2 separate regions of the Gasterosteus aculeatus genome follow, and region 2 is linked to region 1. The links are chromatin contacts, called in public Hi-C maps. All regions are on one chromosome and are shown on one strand. The core of a region is the stretch at or near the end of the contact, and the rest is flanking DNA. Distances in the headings are between cores, read along the strand shown.

Evidence for each region. A called contact is a pair of places that touch in the nucleus more often than the background predicts.
Region 2: a Hi-C map of skeletal muscle shows a contact between it and region 1, with 2.7 times the contacts expected there. The contact joins the promoter of rab18a here to the enhancer-like site in region 1. A contact is called at or near these places in 2 of 6 Hi-C or Micro-C datasets (both in skeletal muscle).

What each region holds. Positions count from the first base shown.
Region 1 is chr21:8,443,768-8,450,926 of fGasAcu3.hap1.1, reverse strand. mpp7a (MAGUK p55 scaffold protein 7a) reads right to left here. Exons shown (of 17, transcript XM_078096984.1): 2 at 4,206-4,364. The coding sequence starts at 4,242. Among protein-coding and RNA genes, the nearest start is that of LOC144390473, 15 kb to the left of the region's middle. Within about 2 kb of position 4,271, at least 2 of the 9 cell types and tissues checked have open chromatin away from gene starts, as enhancers often do.
Region 2 is chr21:8,631,465-8,638,623 of fGasAcu3.hap1.1, reverse strand. rab18a (RAB18A, member RAS oncogene family) reads left to right here and starts at 2,459. Exons shown (of 7, transcript XM_040166900.2): 1 at 2,459-2,759; 2 at 4,668-4,723. The coding sequence starts at 2,692. itgb1a (integrin, beta 1a) reads left to right here. Exons shown (of 16, transcript XM_040166899.2): 16 at 894-2,140. The coding sequence ends at 959.

The DNA of each region.
Region 1 (7,159 bases), core at 3,022-5,521:
CTCCGGCTCTAAATCACCAATATCACCCCACTCAACTCTCCCCCACAAAACGGCAATCGCATAACTGCAGAAGAAGGGAGGAAATGAGGCTGCAAGTAGTAAACACCCACTCTCACTCCGGGAGGCTCGCTGACCTCCGAAGGACATCCGCCAGATGTTGTTCATCTGTGATGGGAGAGTGATTGATTGAGGGAGCTCCTCGTCCACAGACAACAAGCTGCCATTACTGCACAGCCCTCATCAAGAGCTGGGGCGGGGTAGTACTCCACCAACTACAGGTCTCACGTGACACTGCACGCAGACATTTTCAGACTCATGTGGAACTGGATGCAGGAGGACATTTTAGTGGTCATTAACTCCGAAGGTATATTTCATTCATCATACCTATATACACATACATACATACATCCGTTTTTTTCCTACCATTATATCATATATTATATTACTTAAACCTGAAAAATGAAAAAAAAGTCACAATTTATTAGAAATTTCTTCAATTTCTGCATGATAGAGATTAGGACTTTAGGAAAATTCTATAGGAAAGCACGACAACATTAACTTCTTACGGAAAGGGTAGGGCCTTATAGCAGATAGCAGAGGACGGACCCCTCTGATTGGACAGACGGACTGACTGTCTGTCTGTCTTTTAACCCTCTTAATCCGAAGCCTTTCGCCAGCAACGGAAAGTGACATGGAGGATTCAAATTACCGTGACTCCTTAACTATTTGCACAATCGGCTTCTGAAAGCTGAGAAATGGCGCTTTCTAGATATATTGGCAATCAATAAATCAGTGGCGGGACTGAGAGCCTGTGATGAGGGGGGGAAGTGAGAGCAGCAGGAAGTCACGGAGAGATGGCGATGTTTGTCTTAAAAGTGTCCTACTAGTGTTTCACCATTGTTTTACCGGTGTTTTGTTGTTCAATTATATTTAGGTGTTGTAAATAAAAGTTGTGTTTACCAAATTGACGTTGTGTTTTCCTATTTGCCATTGTGTTCCGACGGTAGCATCAGTTCTTAAATATGAATGGGGGCTCTTTTTCTATATATAAAAAGTGGTTACTTATAAATGCTTCAAAACACAGACAGCCACACTGTGTAAAATAAAAAAATAAAACAAAGTACAGTCAAATTTGGTAACTTAACCTTGCAGCAAACGTAGCTCAGTGGGGAGATAAATCATGTGCAACAGACTGAGGAGTGGGCTGGGTTCCACCATCTGAAGATCTCAGAGTGGGGGCTGAAGAAAGTGAGACCAGTCGGGCCAAACTGAACGAAGGCGCAACGGCTATTGGTCCCCGGCCGAGCAGGGAAGTGACTATACAGAAGTGGTCTGGAGGAGAGCAGCTGCATTGCCGTTAGTTGTGTGTGGGTGTGTGTGTGTGGGGGGGGGGGGTTCAGGCTAATCAGAGCAAAGCTTAGACTCATTGCCTCCACGGAGCAGTCTTCCCATGATCCGGCCTGCGAGGTGTAACAAACACCTAAATCGCAATAAAAAATGAGCTTTTAATTGTGCAAATTAAAAGCTCAATTTCTGTCTCTTCTTGGCCGCCTTATAACAACGTGAACGGTTGTGCGTTCGTAGATCAGATATGCACTGGACAAATGTCTCAAACAGAGCCAGCGTCATCAAGTAAAAGCCCCCGCCGTTAATCTGCTACCAAAGCCTTCATGAAGGTCACACAGTGGAATGACTCCACGGTAACCCAATCACCAGGACACTCTCTCCAACATTCCCCCTGGTCATATATTAAAAAGGTCACTTATCCAACACTTTATTGTTTTTCACATTAATTTTCTCACTTCTTTTTTTTATTTTTCTTTCCCGGTCTCATTTATTAGAATCCAATTCGCACAGAGGCCTTTTGTTTATTTGGGCCGAGAGAGAGAGAGAGAGAACTGGTATGGTTTTACATGTGCCCTGTTTGTCTGCCCACATGTTTGCTCTCCAAACAACTCCAATAATGAGCGTTCTAATAAGATCTACACATCTAAAAAACCTGCTGATGAAATAGAGCTGCTACTAAAGAATGGTTAAATTAATGATAATATTTTCCCCATTATGTTAAAAGCGCCGGCCCGGTACTTCATTTTCTGTGTGTGTGTGTGTGTGTGTGACGGTGTGACTGGGTGTGTGGTGACTGGTGTGTAGATGGCAGGGCTGCTAATGCAACAAAAGTAAGGCCCTGGCAGGATGCAGGCGTGTCTCTGTGATTACTGGCAGCCGGCGCTTGTGGAGGAGCTATTGTTGGTCTCAATGGATGTATGCTCGTTCACAGAGGTGTTGCTGCCTACACGTCTAACGTCTAGGAGTACGCAGGGTCCCGCTTATAGATGCTGAATTAACGTTCTTAATATGCTGCTAAACAGTGGAAACAATTACATTTTGTTCATTCATCTTGAAAAAGAGAATTAGTAGAGGAGAGTGTCTATAACAACTAGTATATATTAAGCTGGCGGGTTAGTCTCTTACAGTAACTAATTAATACAACAGATCTCAGCAGTGACGTGCAGTGTGGGTAGGCACTGCCTACTCTGCCAAAAATCAAACATAAAAATGTTCATCAGAGCATCAAACTTGTATGTGTATCTTTGCTGTTTATTTTTGGGATTTATATATGCAGTATGTGTGTTATTCCAATTGTTTAGACGTTACAATGACATATGTAGCAGTTATGCATAATCAAATACAAAAGAAATGGTAGGATAAGCAGTGCTTTTACTGTTCATTCATGTTGGACGACAAACAAAAAACTTGTGTTGCGCATGCGCACTTCGATCCTGTATTCTTCAACATGTACGGCAAAAAGCACAACTCTGCTGTGCCTTTGCACGTAAATGTGTTATGCCAGTAATCCTACGTTACGTGTCAAACATGGACCAATTCAAATCAATATATTACTGGACATCTGCGCAGTTGATGTCACTACACCAGATACGTTGTAAAAGTTGAAATGACAGCAGCGGTGTCCGCCGATATATCACAGAATTGAGGAATTTCTCCAAACTCTATTTTAATTCCAAAAAGGAGTTCATAGAAAGAGGGAGGTCTATGCTAGCCTTAGATGGACTGCTGCAGCAAAAGGTGTGTGTGCGAGCGAGCAGTACACGATATGTCATCCTGATTGGAAATTTCTTGATATTGACCGTGTTTGCTGTGCTTGTTCATTGTGCGTAACATTTAACGCTACTGTTTCGACGTGTTAGCCTAAACAACAAATTAGGTAATCTGGTTTTGCATAGCCTAGCCCCTTACTGACATCACCACACGTCACTGGATCTCAGATACATCATCTCCACGGAGCGCTCGCTGTGAATTCAACTGAATCACTGCTACGCCGAGAGGAATACCACCCTGTGGCCCCGATGCCCTGTGATCCAAATGCCGGGCCGGCCACAAGTATCAGTGAGCTCACCGAGACCTGTGAGGATTGGCCAGCTAACGGTCATTGTGTTCCACCTGCACAGTCGACTTCACAAGACCATCAGGGGGACAGCAGAGGAGATGGGCCCACGGAGTGTTTACGGGTTTTATTTGGAAACCTGAGCCCACGACGGTAATTGCCCAAAATGACTCCAATCGTAATTGACGGTCTGGCTTTCTACTTTGTCTGCACACATTTTCCAGGACAGAGGGAGCTACGGCAACTCTGTTAAAAGAGCTGAGAAGAGCACACGCTCTTTATCCATCCATCAGATCACAGCTTTTGTCCTTTTTGCTACCCTGCTACCTTTGTTGGGTCCTCTGTGTTTGTGCGTGTTGATGATGTAGTCGACCATTAGGCCAGACTGAGAGGAGGAGGAGGAGAAGAAGTCGTGATTTCTGGCAGTTGGCTTTGTGTTGAAAAGCTTGACGTGCGTACACCCGCAAGTACTTTAGCTCTGTTGATAAACTGTAGGTTGGGAATATTTGCGATGGTGCGTTTTTGGTTGGGGAGTGAAATACAGTGTAAATGGACTTTTCCAACCTCAGTTTTTAGAAGGTGCCCTCGTGTCAATTAAAGATTCAGGAAAAATCTGTTCCAATTTCAAATTGAAGTGGCAGCTCAGTGCCAGGATGTACTGATTCTTAAACATAAATGTACTTCATGTAAATAACCTGATCAAAGTCCGAGATGATTTAATCCGTTTTGTGCACCAAGGGATGGTAGACTTAAAAAATGTGAATGGAAAAAGGACTTTGGCCCAAAGGCGTCCGTACAGTACCTGGCTCGTGGCCGGCTCCGGTGGCCAGCGCGGGCATGGCTCCTGCCGGCCGCTTCCTGGTTTCCCTCGGGCTGTGGAAAGTGGCAGCGGGGTGTCAGAGTGCTGGGCTCCTCCCCAGGGACTGGCTGAATGGGAGCACAGGCTTTATGCCATGGAGCCCTGCGAGGAGAGAACACAGCATTTTAGAGGCTACTTGAGAGATGGCCCACAGGCCACATGCACGCGCGTGTCAGTCCCCAGCGAACACTGTGTTCTGTGTTATGAGAGAGTAATACCTGGCATGCCAGTAACCATGGTAATTTGTGTGTAGGTGAGCCAGAAGTTGACAATAAAGGGCTCACTTAATGGTCCGTGTGTGCATGCAGTACGCTCACAGTAGACTCACGGTGCTAATGAGATAACACGCTGAAAAGGTTGCTTTGAACACGAGACAGCATCACATCACACAGCACCCCACACACACCTTTTATTCAGCGTTCAGCTAAAGACAAAGGAGACTTTATCCGCTGAGGCCAATGCAACAAGCCTGTGAAGCATATCCAAACCTCGAGAAGTCAGAGACAGCAGGCAAAGGAAGACGCGGTTGTCACAGACAAAAAGGCCTCGGCTCATTAAGATCTCCACGCTGCAGTTGCTGACCTCAGAAAGCACAACAAGAGGACGACAACCGAGGCGTGTTTCATGTCCATACAACCAATGTGTATATGACTAAACTATTTTCTGACAAAATTCAGAGACAGCCTCTTCATTTTGCTCTCAAAGAACACCACATTTTTCCAAATGTTTCCACGGTCAACGAGTTAATGACATAATGACATCAACAGCCTCAACAAGCCCAGCTAAGTCCTGCCATCGGCACAAGCTTCATTTGAAACCTTTGGAATGGAAAACAATTAGGTCTGAGCCTTTCGGTTGGCTATTGCTCCTATGGACCGTGGCCCGGTCGAGCTCAGTTACCAGGACCCTACGGCCTTGGGCTCCCTTTAGTGCTCAAAATAAAAAAGAAGCAGCAGCAGGTGGATAGGCCAAGTTTTGTGTCTCTCATGTTGAAGAGTTAGAAGTACTGGATCCGGGTGGACCGTGAGTCCCATCGGACTTTCTGCTGCCGAAGGACGCCGCCAAGACACCTGTTCCCATCTGGCTCTTTGGGACCCCCTGCAATCGATGGTTCATACTTTTGAAATGGCCAAAATGTGGACCGGAGACACTAACCAAATTAGTTATCTGTAGAGAACCTGTCAGTTCGCCCCCGCAGTGATGCACCGGATTTTCTTGTCGTTTTTCCCCTGGATATCCAAACTCACAGAGAGGTTGAGACAAAAATAATAATAATCTGCCAAGACTGCAACCCTCGCAGTGAACCGTACCACGCCTGTCTGATACACTGAGGTGAACTCTGCTCAGGACCCGGCAGACCACAGGAGGAGCCTTGTGGAAAAAGCATAGAAGATGCCCAGAAGATGCCTGAGCAAGCAGGTAAGCAAGTCATTACACAGCGTATCAGGAGAAAAAATGTTTTTGTCTGGATTGATACTTTGAGAATATGGTGCATTCATCAAACAGCACTCAGAGAAGATTGATTTTCCACCAAGAACCCCGCTGCTCTGTCACGCCAGGGCCAATTTGTATGCATGAGCACAAACTGAGAAACAGGAAAAACCTGGTGAAATCATGGAGTCCGTACTGTTCAGCTCCTTGCAGACTTCAATAAAATAGGTTAAGAGGAGCAGCAGAGGAGGGCAAAGGCGCCTCCGACAGTGACCACAAAATCGGTCGAGCAGGCCGGTCTGAACAGAGGACCAAACCCAAGCATGCCAAGAGAACTGACCTGTGCTAAATCAGCTCAGTGTTGACGGAGCACGGTTTTGTCATAAGGCTTTGTGATTGGAATGACAGACTCATGGAAAGACAAGGGACATGAATTCTCTTCAGACATGCCGCACTGTAATATCAGCCCTTTGGTTCCATCCAGAAAGGGGGAGTGACCACATATTTCCAAATCTAAAAGGAATCCATCTTTCCATTTGAGGAGCTTTAAAAAAGAAAAAAGAAAAAGGGGGCCAGTAAGCCATGTCCCAGGGCTGGGAACACCTGTGACTTTTTAACCGGGCTCAAAAGGATCATGATAGACACGGTTGAAGAGACATTCCCCTCTGTCAGAATGCTCCAACCGCATCTGTTCAGATCACACAATATCAGATGGTCGTTGGGGGAGAAAGCGTCCAGAAAGGAGACGCTATGTGGACAAGAGCTGGGGCTCAGTTGATTGCATTTTAACTTCTTCGAATGGTTCTGCCACCATCTAGTGGGAACTTTCCCCACTGCAGGATAAGCCCAGCTGTGACAGGACCTGAAGCCCCCTCTCCTCAGACTAGAGACCCACATGGACGGATGTCAGGAAACGCTGTGTCTGCTTGGTCTTGTTGGTGTGTGAAACTGGAGGTAAAATCAGTGTTTAGAGAGGAAATAGTCTGGAGTGATGGATGGATGGGGGCTAGATGGAAACGGGGAAGTGTGGAAAACGTATTCTTCTTCTCTTTTCAAAAGCAAGCCTCTCCGCCCAGCTGGGAGAAAGGGGCCCGTCCGAAATCTCAGCTGGATGTTGATGAAGTTAGTGACGGGGATAACAGTCCGGAGGCGAAAAACATTAACAGTGTGAAAGTATGGTTTTACTGTTGGACTTTTTGCTTCTTCCCTTCCTCCCGTGGGTGGGCTGCCACCATGGAAGGTTCACCGTTCAGACCACATGGCCAAAAGAGTCTCACACAACGAAGCGTTCGCATTGGGTGGTTTGCGCTCATGGTTATATTGTATTAGATTCCTCTGGGCCCCAGACAGGAAGTGCAACAAAAGGACACTGCAGAGGTCATGCCCCCCCAGGATGCTGCTCAGGTGTTTTGTTCCTGTCCTGGATTGTCCCACGTTCAGTGAAAGGAAGGCCAGCAAATGGCTGT
Region 2 (7,159 bases), core at 1,210-3,709, 190 kb before region 1:
CCATTGTTTGTTTTATTGTGTAAGCCTTTATTAGAGAGGTATTAGGAGGTTAGGGCAGTAAGAGGGAGAAATGTCATATCAGAAAGGTGCCCAGGTGAACTCAACATTCATCCCAGGAATGGAAGCGAAATGATGGGCTTTATCTGTCATTGTTTCAATGACGGCTTCCTATAAAAGGGGTCTTTAATTATAAAGTGTACACCGGATTTATCACCAACATTCCCTCTTTTCATAATTGTCACCGGACTCTTCTCTTCTTTCATACAGCCATTTTGTGTTCCTTTTTTTCCTGTGTTTTCCCTGTTGAACTTTATTCTGACCTAATTCTTCACCTGTAGCAAGAAAACCCAATATACAAGAGTCCTGTCAATCAGTTCCAGAACCCACAATATGGACGTAAAGCTGATGCCCATTAAGTTTGTATTTCCTCTCCTTTCCACGTCACGTTCCTGCATGGGCTGTCTACGTGTGTCTTGATTTCACTCGGTCGATACCTTTTCTTTTCGTTTCTTTTCAGAACACAAATAGGTGGTAATAAGAGAAATGTTGCCTCAAAAGTTGTAAAACATACGTGCATGAGTGTGCTCGGACAATCGATACAGCTAAAAGATCACAAAACTTTAGTGTGAGGTTATTAAGAGTATAAATGATGTTTTAAATACGATGAAAAACTGGTACCTCCCCATATTTTGTAATCCATCACAAAAGCATGGCTGTGTGCTAAGGGTGATCCAAATGATTAACTTGTACAGTAACTGAAGGATGTTCGGTTTGTTTGCTGCATTGGTTTTTCTGTGTGATTTGATAAATGCGTCAGAAAACCTCTAACAAAAACATGGCATTTTTAGTCCTGAGTAATAACGTGATTTCTTACTTTTGTTTCTCCTCTCCAGGGTGAAAATCCCATCTACAAAAGTGCTGTCACAACGGTGGTCAATCCCAAATACGAAGGAAAATGATGACATCATAATTTTTAATGAACTCTACTATCAAGTTTGGAGGGGGGGGGGGGCTGTGGTCGAATTTATGTAATGTCCTCTTATGCTTCACCAGTATAACACACCATGCGGCCACTGCATCATGCGTTTTTACTAACACTAACAATTTATATGCATTTGTTCTATTCGGGATGTACAGTATGAGTATATATTTTAATTTGCTTATTTGGAAAAAGAAAAATAACATGAAGGTGTCTTTTTCCTGCTGGAAGACTGTTATGGGCACAGGATTTATATTTTAGTTTTGAGCAACACCATGTGGACACTATGTATATAGGATGTATGTGCAAGAACCTCTCAGCTTCTCTGTGTGCTCGTCCCTCTCTGTGCACTGACATCCTGTGGTCAGACGGGATTTAGCTTTAATGTGTAGCTGTCAGCCATAGTAGCACATAAGGCCAGTCAGTGTGAGAGAGTCTGTGTGTGTGTGTGTGTGTGTGTGTGTGTGTGTGTGTGTGTGTGTGTGTGTGCGTGTGTGTGTGACTGAAAACATAACAACTGCAAAAGGAAGTATTGAATAATGTCACATTATAACTTGGACTGGACGATTACGTTGAATCAGAGGATACTATACAGCGGTTGTAAATGTAGTTTTGATCTGCAGCTTGGAGACACATTTTATTGCACTCTTATTATGAACTGTTATCTATTCTAAGAGTAAATACATAGGATGAAGATTAATATCAATTATCATCATTCAAATTATTGATGTACTATCACAAAGGAACTGTATAATACTTGTTAAAATTCAGAAAGTGTGAGCAATTGTATATTAATGACACAAAGAACTGATGAATATTGTCGGGCTTGTTAACTGCAGTAACCCTCTCAGGTCCTTTCCTGTATGATCGTCAAGTACGCCAAAAACATGTTTTACGTTAACTTGTTCCGTGAACTGTAGAACTTGTTCGTGTGAGTCAAATTTGTCAGTGACATTTTTTATGTTTCTTTGAGATTGTAAGACTCAGACAGGAGTATTGGTTCGGACGTCACGTGAATCACCTCGCTTTCACCTACCAAGCGCTTTCGAAGTACAACACACAAGCCGTTACACCATTTCTTTCAAAGTGCCTTTTGTTTTAATACTTTGTTCTCTCCCAATACGGTTTGAGTTATTTATTAAATAAAATACAAAAACTGTCTGTCGTTCTCCCTGTCTATCACTATAAGATAACACATGTTCTATGATAAATCTCAGATGCAAATCTGGAGTAAGATTAATAAGAGTAAATAATGGACAAACTAATTTTTATTAATAGTTTATATTAGTAGTTCGAATAATATTGGAACGTGTGACATAATGATGAAGTCAATAATCAATAGACATTTTACTGATACTGCAACACTGGCAGAAACATGTCGGATACCAATTTGGTCTAATTTCTTAGTAACTCACACACATTTGAGTAAATTTTATACTAAAAAGTTTATGATGCAGACATTGTTTATTGAAATGGATATGAATCCCAATGCGGCGGTCTTTGTTGTGTAATGAGAACATGCGTGCACGTTGTAGCTCTATCGAGCGGAAGTGCCAAAAAGTCGTACCGGATGAGATCAGAGTGAGACCTCTCACCGAGGCGCGCGCTGTCTCTGCTGCCAGCTGTAAACACCAACGAGAGGTACGAGCGTCGCTTTAAACAGGCTGCCGGAGCCGTTCATCGACAGTAGCACGTCTCACCGCTCAAGGAACATGGAAGACGACACACTAACGACGCTGAAAATATTGATAATAGGAGAAAGTGGTGTCGGAAAGTCCAGGTAAGCTGTAACATAAGATAATTATCTCCAAGAAATGAATGTCGTGGCACCCCGCTAACGTTAGTAAGCTAACTACTGTTGGATTAGCAGTCAACGTTATATATAGTGAGGTGAAAATATAATGCGTACTTTAACATTACGAAGACAGCTCGACTGCTTTTCTTTGACATAAACACTCCAGCTGTTATATTCTGAGATAACACGGCTTGGTGGTGTGCTAGCTGTCCGGCTAACCTCGCTAGCCTCCAGTGTGTGACATCATCTTTGTTCACGTCTGAAGATGTTGCGATCTGACGTCACTCCTTCCAGCCTGTGTCGTGGCTACGCGGCCATGGGTGAGGACAGTTATATAAGCCTACATTATGTTAGAAGAAACACACTATGTGGACACACTGTGTGTTATAGTGATGGCTGGATCTGATCTTACTGCATTGTAGCTTCTCAAGGATGAGCTGGTTCAACAGGCGAATGTCGAAATAGTTTACTGTGATTCTAGTCATGTTTTAGTGACTATGATTATGCCGTGACTATAATATCCGAAGCAGACTGCTCTTCTTTTTACCAATATGATTCTGGCACTTTTGTATTGTGTAGTATGCCAAAATGGTGCGTATTCGTGTTTGCTGGTCTCCAAGACTGTGGTCTGGACTGCGTGAAAGAATGCAGACAGGCAGCCTGAGCCATCAACCATCACATTGCACACTGTGTTATTGAGCACAGCTTGCCTTCCATTGTCTTATCACGGCATGGAGGTAATGAGTTGCACGCAGCTCTGGGGAAAGCTTCATTACAAGTAAAACCGTCTGGCCAAAGATGATCTTCCACCTCAGAGTGAGAACAAAGCCTCCGGCTGTTACACTAATGCTTGTATTGCATTGTGTAGTAATCACAGGATTCGGGTCTTCACCATCATGTAATGTATGCATATACACTCTTCGTTTTAGCCCACACGGTTGTTGGACACCTCAAATGTTTGCTTCCTCTATTCAGCTTTTGGGGTATTATCCTTGTATTGTAACCTCTTGGGTCTGTGCCTATTTTGGTTTAAGGGTAGAAACATCCTCTTCAATAAGAGCTAGTTTACTTTCAGCTCTGTATTGAGCACAGATGAGAAACACCATAACATTGACCTGCGTCTGCTTATACTTCCAGAAAACAGCTGCTAGTACATAATTGGGGCCAAGAGCATGCTTTCCAGAATTACCTTTAAATTGGCTTTTCCTTAATATAATAAACAAATGAAACTATGAATAGTTTCAAATGTCATTTAAATTATCCTGGGCCTTTAGCTATTGTCAAGCAGGTACACCGGCCAGGCAAAGGTTTAAATAGCACATATATTTCATCTGTTTCCTTCTATTTGGTTGTAGCCCTTAAATCTCCAGGGAAACGTCTGCTTGGCGAGGAATACACAAGCTTTGTTTTACCTGATCAACCAGCCCACGCAGAACACATTTCTAACTTGGCAGTCTCTGAGCCGAGCTCATCGGCTGCATCCCTCCTGATAATCCTTTAGGAAAAATAAGAGAATTATGCTCGGTTCAAGTGAAAGGAGTCTACTTATCCTCATCATCAGCACAGTGATTAAGGCCTTTGCACTCGATTAGTCATAGTTACGTGAACCCTGTCCCTCTGAGTGAAATCTAGCGGTGATATCATCTCGAATATGATCTCATCATATTTGCATGACGCAATATGAGGACAAAGACATCAATAGAAAGAGATACAGATACGGAATTGGACGTGGCGGGTGCCATAAGACTGGTTACGTGAACAAAACAAATGGAAACCTGTTTACAGACCAAAAGCTTCAATCTGTGGAGTAGAAGTACGGGATGAATTCTTTCTGCTGTGTTTGTTAGTGATTCATAGTGAGTCCTAAAGAAATTATTGTTCTCTTTCCGACAGCCTCCTCTTGAGATTCACAGATGACACATTTGACCCAGAGCAAACGGCAACAATAGGTGAGTGACCATGAAGTCTGTTTATTAAATAGTCAAATAAAAGGGAGGTTTGTGCTCGTTATCAGTGGAGTCAATAGGAGCGACACACTTTAATGGTCTAAACTCAGACCCCAGGGAGTTGTATACAAACAAGCAACACATTTTGGTTACTCATGAAAAGGCGTACAAAATTGTTCACATTTATTCCATTAGGTCATTGAGAAATATTGTTACCCACGTCATATCATATATATTTTTTAATGAGGTTGCAGTTTACACGATTCTAGTGACAATTGGATTTTCTAAGTAGTCACCGACCGCCTGAGAGGGGGGGGGTTATCCTGCGGACGCACTTCCTTCGATGATGACACAGTCGCTTTGTTGTTTATTTTTGGAAAACAAATACATAACGTGACGGATAGCACACATTCATGACTGCTGAATATACTTTCTCTGCAGGACTGATTTGGTCGCCAGAGTTAAGGATGCCAATACCATGAATATAGTAATCAGCATAAGTATAACGTAATGTAGCGCAATTTTAGCGGTGAATAAAAAATGCCTCTCACCCCCTCTCCTCCCTTTTCCCACACTAAACTTCGGACAAACATTCATCCCCATTACCATCCCCAACACCATGTAACTCAATTATCGTAAACGACAAAAGAATGGCACCAACAATTGACAATTGGCTCCTACAGGAATGTTCAGCTAGATTGTATTTTATACATATCCATATACAACAACACATCACTAAATATGACCTCAATAACAATATGCAGTTAAATTCACACCTTTTACAAAAGAAAAACAAATAACTGGTTATTACAAGCTCTATAAAGGCACAATATGTGGCTTGGGTATAACTAGATTGCAAATATTGTTCCAAGCAATGTAACCAGGGAGTGTAAACCAATAAAAGATTAAATATAGCATAGGACATTGTTCATGTAGTCAGCCATGCTGAGGCTGCTGGCAGATACTTCACATCTTACTGAACAAAGAATTCAATTAAATAATTATGCAAATAATTAAATATCTGAATTGTTTTTCTTTTATGTACTGGGATCAAAATCAAGCTGGCCAAGTTCCCTAATGTGGGCTGTCAGCAGTAAGAAGGTGTGAGCACTTGGCGAGCTGGAAGTATGCTACCATAGTACCACATGGTACACACAGCCACAGAGCCACAGAGTGGTTTGATTTATTTAAGTCTACGAGGTGTTTGGAAAACATTCCTGCAGCAGGAGTCTATTCTTCTTCTCCCGGGACATTTTGAACTTAGTGGTACGTGATTTAGTAATTATGTGGAGGCTTTTGCAAATTTCTGGTGCAACTGTAAATTCAGCTATGAGGACACACCTGCTTTAGCCACCTTTTTTAAAGCATTTAAGGTACCCATTCATTAAACAACTCCAGATTGCCACTCTTACTGATGAATTGGAATGTTGAAGTTTCCTAGTTAGGGGATTATTTTTTAGCTCACAGTGCTGTCTGTTTAAGCCACTAAAACCACAGATACCACTAAAAGTTGAAACACTCTTTTCTGGATTTCTGGATTTTTTTTTTTTTCTTTCTACTTTCCCGGCTGGGAATCTTTGCCACACAGATGTCTTTTTTGGACTCTAGCCTCCCTCATTGACTCAAGTTCTCTGAGTCAGACTTAATCTTATTTAATCAGAGATCACTCGATCTAAATTAATGTATTTTAGTCAGTGCCACCTAAAGCACCTTTAGCATCTCTTACTGTGGTGGAAGCCTCCTCAGTGCGTTGTCCCATTAGCACACAGTGTATTCACAATGTAGGTGTGTTCTGGTGCAGAGATCGGCCCATCTTTGACTACCATCAGCGGAGGCATCTTCTTGTGCTGTGATCACAAACCGATGCCTTACAGCATGTCATATATCCTGGGCCTGTCTTCATGCCTCTTTTCTCCCCCTCTGTTTCGGCGCACTCTTGAACTCTCCCTCCCTAGTCCCAAATGTAAAAACAAGACCAACACAAGCCTGGTAAATCTGTCAGTGGATGCTAAAACTCAGGGCAGTTATGGCATCGAGACACCGCACGCTCTGCACCCCGAGACAGTGCACCAATGCAATAGGAGAGATTTACTGTGAAGGGGATGGGGGACAACATTATCATTTTCACGTAAATGTCTGTACCTTTGGGACCTGGAGGAGTTTTTATGGGTGAGTCATGGCTCTCTGAGCCATTTCACAGGTGGTCCATTATTTTTCTTTTTTTTGACCTGTATTAGTTTCAGATTTCTGACATTAAAGCTCACACCGTCCCTTTTGCGGTGGATATGAATACACAGTCACACCATCATTTAAAGGACGTGGTATGCCAGTCTGAAAGGCTGGGGTTGGCCGAAATACAACAATCTAGTGTGTGGTATACATATGACAGTTCATCATTGGTAATTACAGTCTATTGCAGTGATATAATATTCTCAGCAG